Linked DNA regions of Triticum aestivum: region 2 is linked to region 1. A link is a contact called in public Hi-C data. All regions are on one chromosome and are shown on one strand. The core of a region is the stretch at or near the end of the contact, and the rest is flanking DNA. Distances in the headings are between cores, read along the strand shown.

Region 1 (3,234 bases), core at 237-2,736:
CAACCTTCCCTTATACATGATCAACTGTAGTATACTGACCAATAATACACATGCCTCTGCTTTTTTCAGCTAGCAGTTAATCAACACACAAATGAAGCTCAATTTCATCGAAGGTCATGTTCAACTAGCAGAAACTGTGTTTGGCACACATCGGAGGTCATGTACTGCATATGTTCAAATTACAGAACAAGCAAGGAGTATCATCCAGTTGGATGATCCGATGACAGTTTCAATTTCAGTAACTGAAACTGAAATTGGATGATCTGCACCACCACAATGCTGGAGCCAAGAGGCCGGTCGCGCGCCAGCAGCTCAGGCGTTAATGCTCACCGTGGACGCAGCACTCACCGCGGTAGCGGCAGCGTGGCAATCAGGCGTCCGTGGCGTCTCGGCGAGCTCGTAGTGTTGCTAGTGGCAAGACGGATTGTTGCTTTCACAGGAAGATCTTGTTTGTTCTGTGTTGGGTTGTTTGGCGATGCATTGTTCAGATGTAGTCTTCCTAACGTTATCAATGCAGACCGTGCTGTCATTATTTGGGAGAAACTTGTATCCTCTATTCAGGCGTAGCCTGTTGGTCTGATGATAAGTTCTGGGTTCTGGATTACCGGAATTCTCTACCTGAGCCATATGAACTAGAGGGCTTTTGTTGAGTTTCTGATGCTTTGCTTCCCATTATGCAACATGGCATGTGTCCCAAAAGTTAGTGTACCAGCAGAAAAAAATGTCTTCAAAAGATCGTCATTTTTCACAGATTATTTGCATGTGTCGATAGGTGTTTTGGGCATTTGACATGAATGCCATGAAAATGATAAATTATATAGAACGATGAGCGGAAAGCTTTCAACTCTGAATGAAAGCAATTTATTTTGTTTTGGGCATTTGACATGAACAACGGGGGGTACTTGCAAAACTGTACCGCTGACCGGTCCGAGCTCTCAACTGCCACTTGTCGCACTGTGATTGGCTTTGGACCAAAACATCACATAGATGTGCAAGTTTTGGGAGGCCTCAGTTCACTTTTGCAACTTTTGGACTAAATCATCACATTACCCAAGTTCATGCATCTGGGGTGCTATTACCTCTTCCGCTCCCCAAGTCAGTATTTCCTCTTCCCACGGCCAGTGGACACAGTATTTCCCCCCTCAATCGTCTCACACACACTTCCTCTTTTTTTTGAGTGGTGTCTCACACACACTTCCGAATTCAAAAAAGGAATCACGTGTGGATGCTGGGCCCCAAAGCCCTCCTCTCGAACCAGTTGGGCCGAGAAAGCGGTACCACCACACCGCTAGCATATTTCTATCCCCCGCTCGCTCGCTTCTGGCGCGAAAACTCCCCCCAAATTTCTCCCGCCAGAGACACCAAAACGGAGCCAAAAAAAGAAAACCATCCACGCGCCTCCCGCCGTTCACAGAAACCCGCGGCAATTCGCAGGAACCCCAACCCCGCCCCCGCCCGCGCCCGCCAATTTCCCCCTCAAAAGCACCTTATAACCAGCGCGCAGATCCCATCCCTCTCCCAACTCCAAACCATCTCCGCCGCCGCCGCCGAACACCACCTCCACCGCCCACGAAATCTTCTCCCCGAAGACGCGCGAACCCCGCCGGAGACGAGAGGCATGGACGCCAAGTCGGTGACGCCGGGCGCCGTGGCTCTCATCCTCGCCAACCCCACGCCGGAGTCGCCCGACGACGTGCCGGAGATCGTCGTGCAGGTCCTCGACCTCAAGCCCATCGGCTCCCGCTTCACGTGAGTGCTCTCCCTCCTCCTGTCGACCCCCGCCGGATCTATCTGTCCCTTCTGCTCGTAGGCATAGCGCAACACGCAATCGCTCGTTTGTCTTCAGAATCTGTTAGATCTCTCCATTTTGCCCCGTACCGGCATAGATCTGTTCTTCTTTGCGCCAATTTCCCCCTGTATGACCTGTGACCCTGATGGACTGTTCTTGCTGCCTTGCAGTTTCATGGCCAGCGACGGGGAGGCGAAGGTCAAGGCGATCCTCTCCACCCACTTCGCGTCGGAGGTCCACTCCGGCAAGCTCCAGAACCTCGGCCTCGTCCGCATCCTCAACTACACGTGCAACGACATCCCACAAAAGACGGACAAGTAAGCACAATCCCCACTCCTGTTCCGCCGTTCTTACAGATCCGTTTCATCCTTCACTGAACACCGCGTTCTGTACGGTACACGGCAGGATGGTGATCATCACCAAGTGCGAGGTCGTGTCCCAGGCGCTCGACGCCGAGATCAAGAGCGAGGTCAGGATAGAAGAGCCAGCGGCTCTCATGAAGCCCAAGGAGGAGGCTGCGGTCCTCTCCAAGCCCATTGGCGGGGCCCCGGCTGCGATTATGCTGAAGCCGAGGCATGACGTGAAGTCCGCGTCCCAGATTGTTAGCGAGCAGCGCGGAAAGTAAGCTCTTCTTGCATATCCGCGTCCTTACTCTGCTGTTTTGCTGAGGAAATCTGTGAAGAATTGTTGCTCACTTATGTCACTTCTGTGTCTGCAGTGCTGCTCCCGCTGCTCGCTTGGCCATGACGAGACGGGTGCATCCTCTGATCTCCCTGAACCCCTACCAGGGGAACTGGGTCATCAAAGTGCGGGTCACAAGCAAGGGCAACCTCAGGTCATACAGGAATGCCCGTGGAGAAGGCCATGTCTTCAACGTAGAGCTCACTGATGAGGATGTAAGTTCCCCTGACAAATGTCGAACGCTTTCATGCATGTATTTGCTGAACCAAGCTGCGACTGTAAGCTGACTTTGCTTGATCTGTGTAATACAGGGCACCCAGATCCAGGCCACCATGTTCAACGAGCCTGCAAAGAAGTTCTATCCCGTGTTTGAGCTTGGGAAGGTCTACTACATCTCCAAGGGGTCGCTCAGAATTGCGAACAAGCAGTTCAAGACAGTCCAGAATGACTATGAGATGACCCTGAATGAGAATGCTGTTGTTGAAGAAGCTGAGGGTGAATCTTTCATTCCACCAGTGCAATACAACTTTGTCAAGATTGATATGCTGGGGCCATATGTTGGTGGCAGGGAGTTAGTAGGTGAGACTGAGTTGCTTGAATTCAGTGAGCTATATTAGTAATTCGTTGCTTTCAGACTGACTAATTTTACTCTGTTCCATCTTTTATCTGTAGATATCATTGGTGTTGTTCAGAGTGTATCACCTACTTTGAGTATCAGAAGAAAGATCGACAATGAGTCAATCCCAAAGCGTGACATTGTTGTT
Region 2 (3,011 bases), core at 503-3,002, 300 kb after region 1:
CTATCTGAAAGACATTAAATTCCTATTTCTGTCGCTCTGAAATTCCAGCTCCTTTCTGTTGGTCAGCCGATAGCTTCTGTTACAGAAACGGCCAAAGGAATAAGCTTGATTTCTCATCTATTTGCATTTGGCGTTTTTTTCCTCCATAGATCACAATGTACAACGTTCAGTTTATACCCATTCATTAATGAAATATTTAAGGAAATGGTACTTACTTCATCCCAGGACTTTCCTTGTGCCAAGCGTGGGTATACAGGAGCCTTCGGGTTTGCGAAAGTTATGCTATTTGAACGTGTGATAAGCTTCGGCTGTTATATTATATACAAAAGATGCAAATAGCCATGTTAGAGCAAGCACTATTTAACAGTCGCGCACTGATAAAAAATGAGAAGGCTAAAATAAATATTACTCCAGTGTATCTCAGCTGAAATGGCATTAACTGCCATGGTCTCAGAAAAGAAAAAACAGCATTGGCTATCAATCTACCATGCACAAAATCAGAGTGATCACTCTTCAACTCTCTCCCCCAGAAAAAATGAACGATGTTCAGTTTCAACTTCCAACACCCTGTGGTTCAGCGTAGTAAGCTGAGCTCCGATATGAACAAACAAGGAGCAATTGTACATACATTTGAGAGGCCTCCAGAAAACAATGCGAATGATATATCACTCCTCTGATTAATTATCTGAAGCCTCAAGGACCCCTTTCCGGTCTTGGCATAGTCGGCCGTCGTGTAGTTTGCATATTGGAACTGCCAAAAATGATACCTCATTATTCAGCATATGTTAAAAATGTTCCGAGGTCACACACGGAGGAAGAATCACGGAGAATGACACCAACCTTAATAGGAGCCGTGCACAAAAGAGGGGCCTCGACCCATTGGTTCTCCGACGGGCAAATGGAGTCACTGTTAAATACAGCAAAACGAATCTGTGAGTAAGCCAGTGTCCAATCCATCTTTCTTTTCTGCTCTTTTAATGAAGCCTTTAAATTCAGCAACGAGAAGCAGTGAAGAATAAACTGTCATGCCAGGGGAAATCATACTAGTCAAGATGTGCATCTTACCTGAAATTAGCAGGGGAAAAGACCCCAATCCAGTCATCCTTGGATGGCCTGGGGTTGTTAAACCCGATGGTCACCCATTCTTGGTCCTGCCCCTGTAACAAATGTGGTACAGCCGATTAATCTGACAGTGCATCAACTGCTTCAGTCAAATGCGGCCCTTTCGTTCTCTTCCAGGTCATGCTGCCAATTCGAGTTTCACTGGATATCTATCTACTGTATCTATCAGCAGCTACAGTGGCGCTGGTACTGACACTGATTGACCAAATTTAATTCCAGATGGGACCAAAATGCTCAAGCTCTGGACCTCGTGCGCATGGTGCTCGCGGGGCGGGAAGAAGGAACGATGGTGGGGAAAGCTCACCTGCAGGCCGAGGAGGAGCGGCGAGACGTCGACGGAGGCGCCCGGATGGATCGCCAAGGTGGCCCGGTGGACGCCGATCTTCGACAGCGGCTGCTCGCCGCCGGCAGCGGCCAACACGGCGGCGCTGAAGGCGACCAGCAGATGCACCAGAGCCGCCACCATCGTCGTTCCCGGCGACTCCCCAGAGCTCACAAACCACAGCAGCACAGTATTCGTATATATAGGATACTAATAGGCGAAGCGAGAGCAAATACTTTATGGAGCAGAATATCAGCAGATGGCCCGAGGAACGAGTGACGTCTAAGCTAAGCCATGGACAAAGAACCCGTCAGAAAAAAAAAGCCAGAGACAAAGAAAGTTCAGACGTTCACAGAAGGAAGAGAGGTCAAGATGAGATCGTTTAGGTGCCGTGCCACGTGTTCAGGGTCGCGTAAATCTTTCTTTATCCGTCTTGGAATTGAACTGTTTCGTGCCGTGTCGAATTCGCATTCCAAACGGCAAACAGAGGCTGCAAGTTGCCACACCTTTGTGCAAGGCAGCCACCGTGTGTGAGTAGACTATATTGATTATACTACCATGCAAAAAAAAGACTATTGATTATACTCCCTCTGTTCCTAATATACTAGGTTTTGGCAATTTCAATTTAAGCTGCCAAAACGTCATATATTTAGGAACCGAGCGAGTGCACAGTTTATAAAAAGGTACACTACAATGCTGACAGCACCTAAACACATACTCCCTCGGTCCTAAATTACTTGTCGCAAAAATGATAGAATTGAATGTATCTAGAACTAAAAATTTCTGCGACAAGTAATTGGGGGCGGAGGGAGTATCAACATATTGAAAGAATACTTAAGGAACCATGCTAGTTACTACTGTACTTCAGATGGGAAAATCACGTGTATCCAGATCAGGGGAATCTGTTGACCTGATAACATTGATACAAAATGACAAGCTCAACGACTTGTTGCGTTGAGAAAATGCATCAGGACTGTCTACCGGCATTTCCATTTCACAGCACTAGTGTTACCCACAGTACAGTTACACTACACGCTCATTCTCACACCGACGAAAATGGTTTCTGCCCTGAACTGGGAGTTGTATTCCCTCCAGGCACGCTAGTCCTCATCGTCGTCGTCATCATCCCCATAGTCCATAAGCTTCAGCAGAGTATCTGAAAATGGACGCAAAGATAATATATTAAGCTTACAGAAGTTAGATTAGATCTATATATACAAAATGTTATATCATGGTGCTCCTCTATTACCAGAAACAGATGCAATACTTGGCTTTTCCTCTTTAGGCTCCTTCGAAGGTGGTGCAGCAGAACTCGCGTCCAACGATCTCAGAGGCGCCAACGGCTCCTTTAGGGCTGAATGCCTATTCTCATTTCTTAACACTTCATTTGAAGGGAACTTAGGTGGTGGCGGAGGCATGCTCCTGGGTGGTGGGGGTGGCATGCTATTAGGATATGGCAGTGACATGTTCTTGGGTGGTGGTGGTGGCGGCATGCTAGTGTATACAGACGGATGAGATGGATGTGGATCTTGTGGAAGTATCCTATTTGATCCAGGCTGAACTTTCA

Evidence for each region. Hi-C and Micro-C count contacts between places; a contact is called where the count stands out from the background.
Region 2: a Hi-C map of root shows a contact between it and region 1, with 8 times the contacts expected there. The contact joins the promoter of LOC123098251 here to the promoter of LOC123098249 in region 1. A contact is called at or near these places in 3 of 5 Hi-C or Micro-C datasets (leaf, root and an unstated tissue) and 1 of 1 datasets of contacts at active chromatin or transcription factors (leaf).

The regions. Positions count from the first base shown.
Region 1 is chr4D:414,869,086-414,872,319 of IWGSC CS RefSeq v2.1, forward strand. It overlaps LOC123098249 (replication protein A 70 kDa DNA-binding subunit B), which reads left to right and starts at 1,487. Exons shown (of 12, transcript XM_044520189.1): 1 at 1,487-1,749; 2 at 1,960-2,106; 3 at 2,195-2,410; 4 at 2,508-2,685; 5 at 2,782-3,049; 6 at 3,143-3,234. The coding sequence starts at 1,619.
Region 2 is chr4D:415,168,608-415,171,618 of IWGSC CS RefSeq v2.1, forward strand. LOC123098251 (probable inactive purple acid phosphatase 1) reads right to left here and starts at 1,753. Exons shown (of 12, transcript XM_044520192.1): 1 at 1,427-1,753; 2 at 1,066-1,157; 3 at 841-907; 4 at 629-751; 5 at 216-308. The coding sequence starts at 1,588. It overlaps LOC123098252 (protein RIK), which reads right to left. Exons shown (of 12, transcript XM_044520193.1): 11 at 2,694-3,011; 12 at 2,279-2,600. The coding sequence ends at 2,545.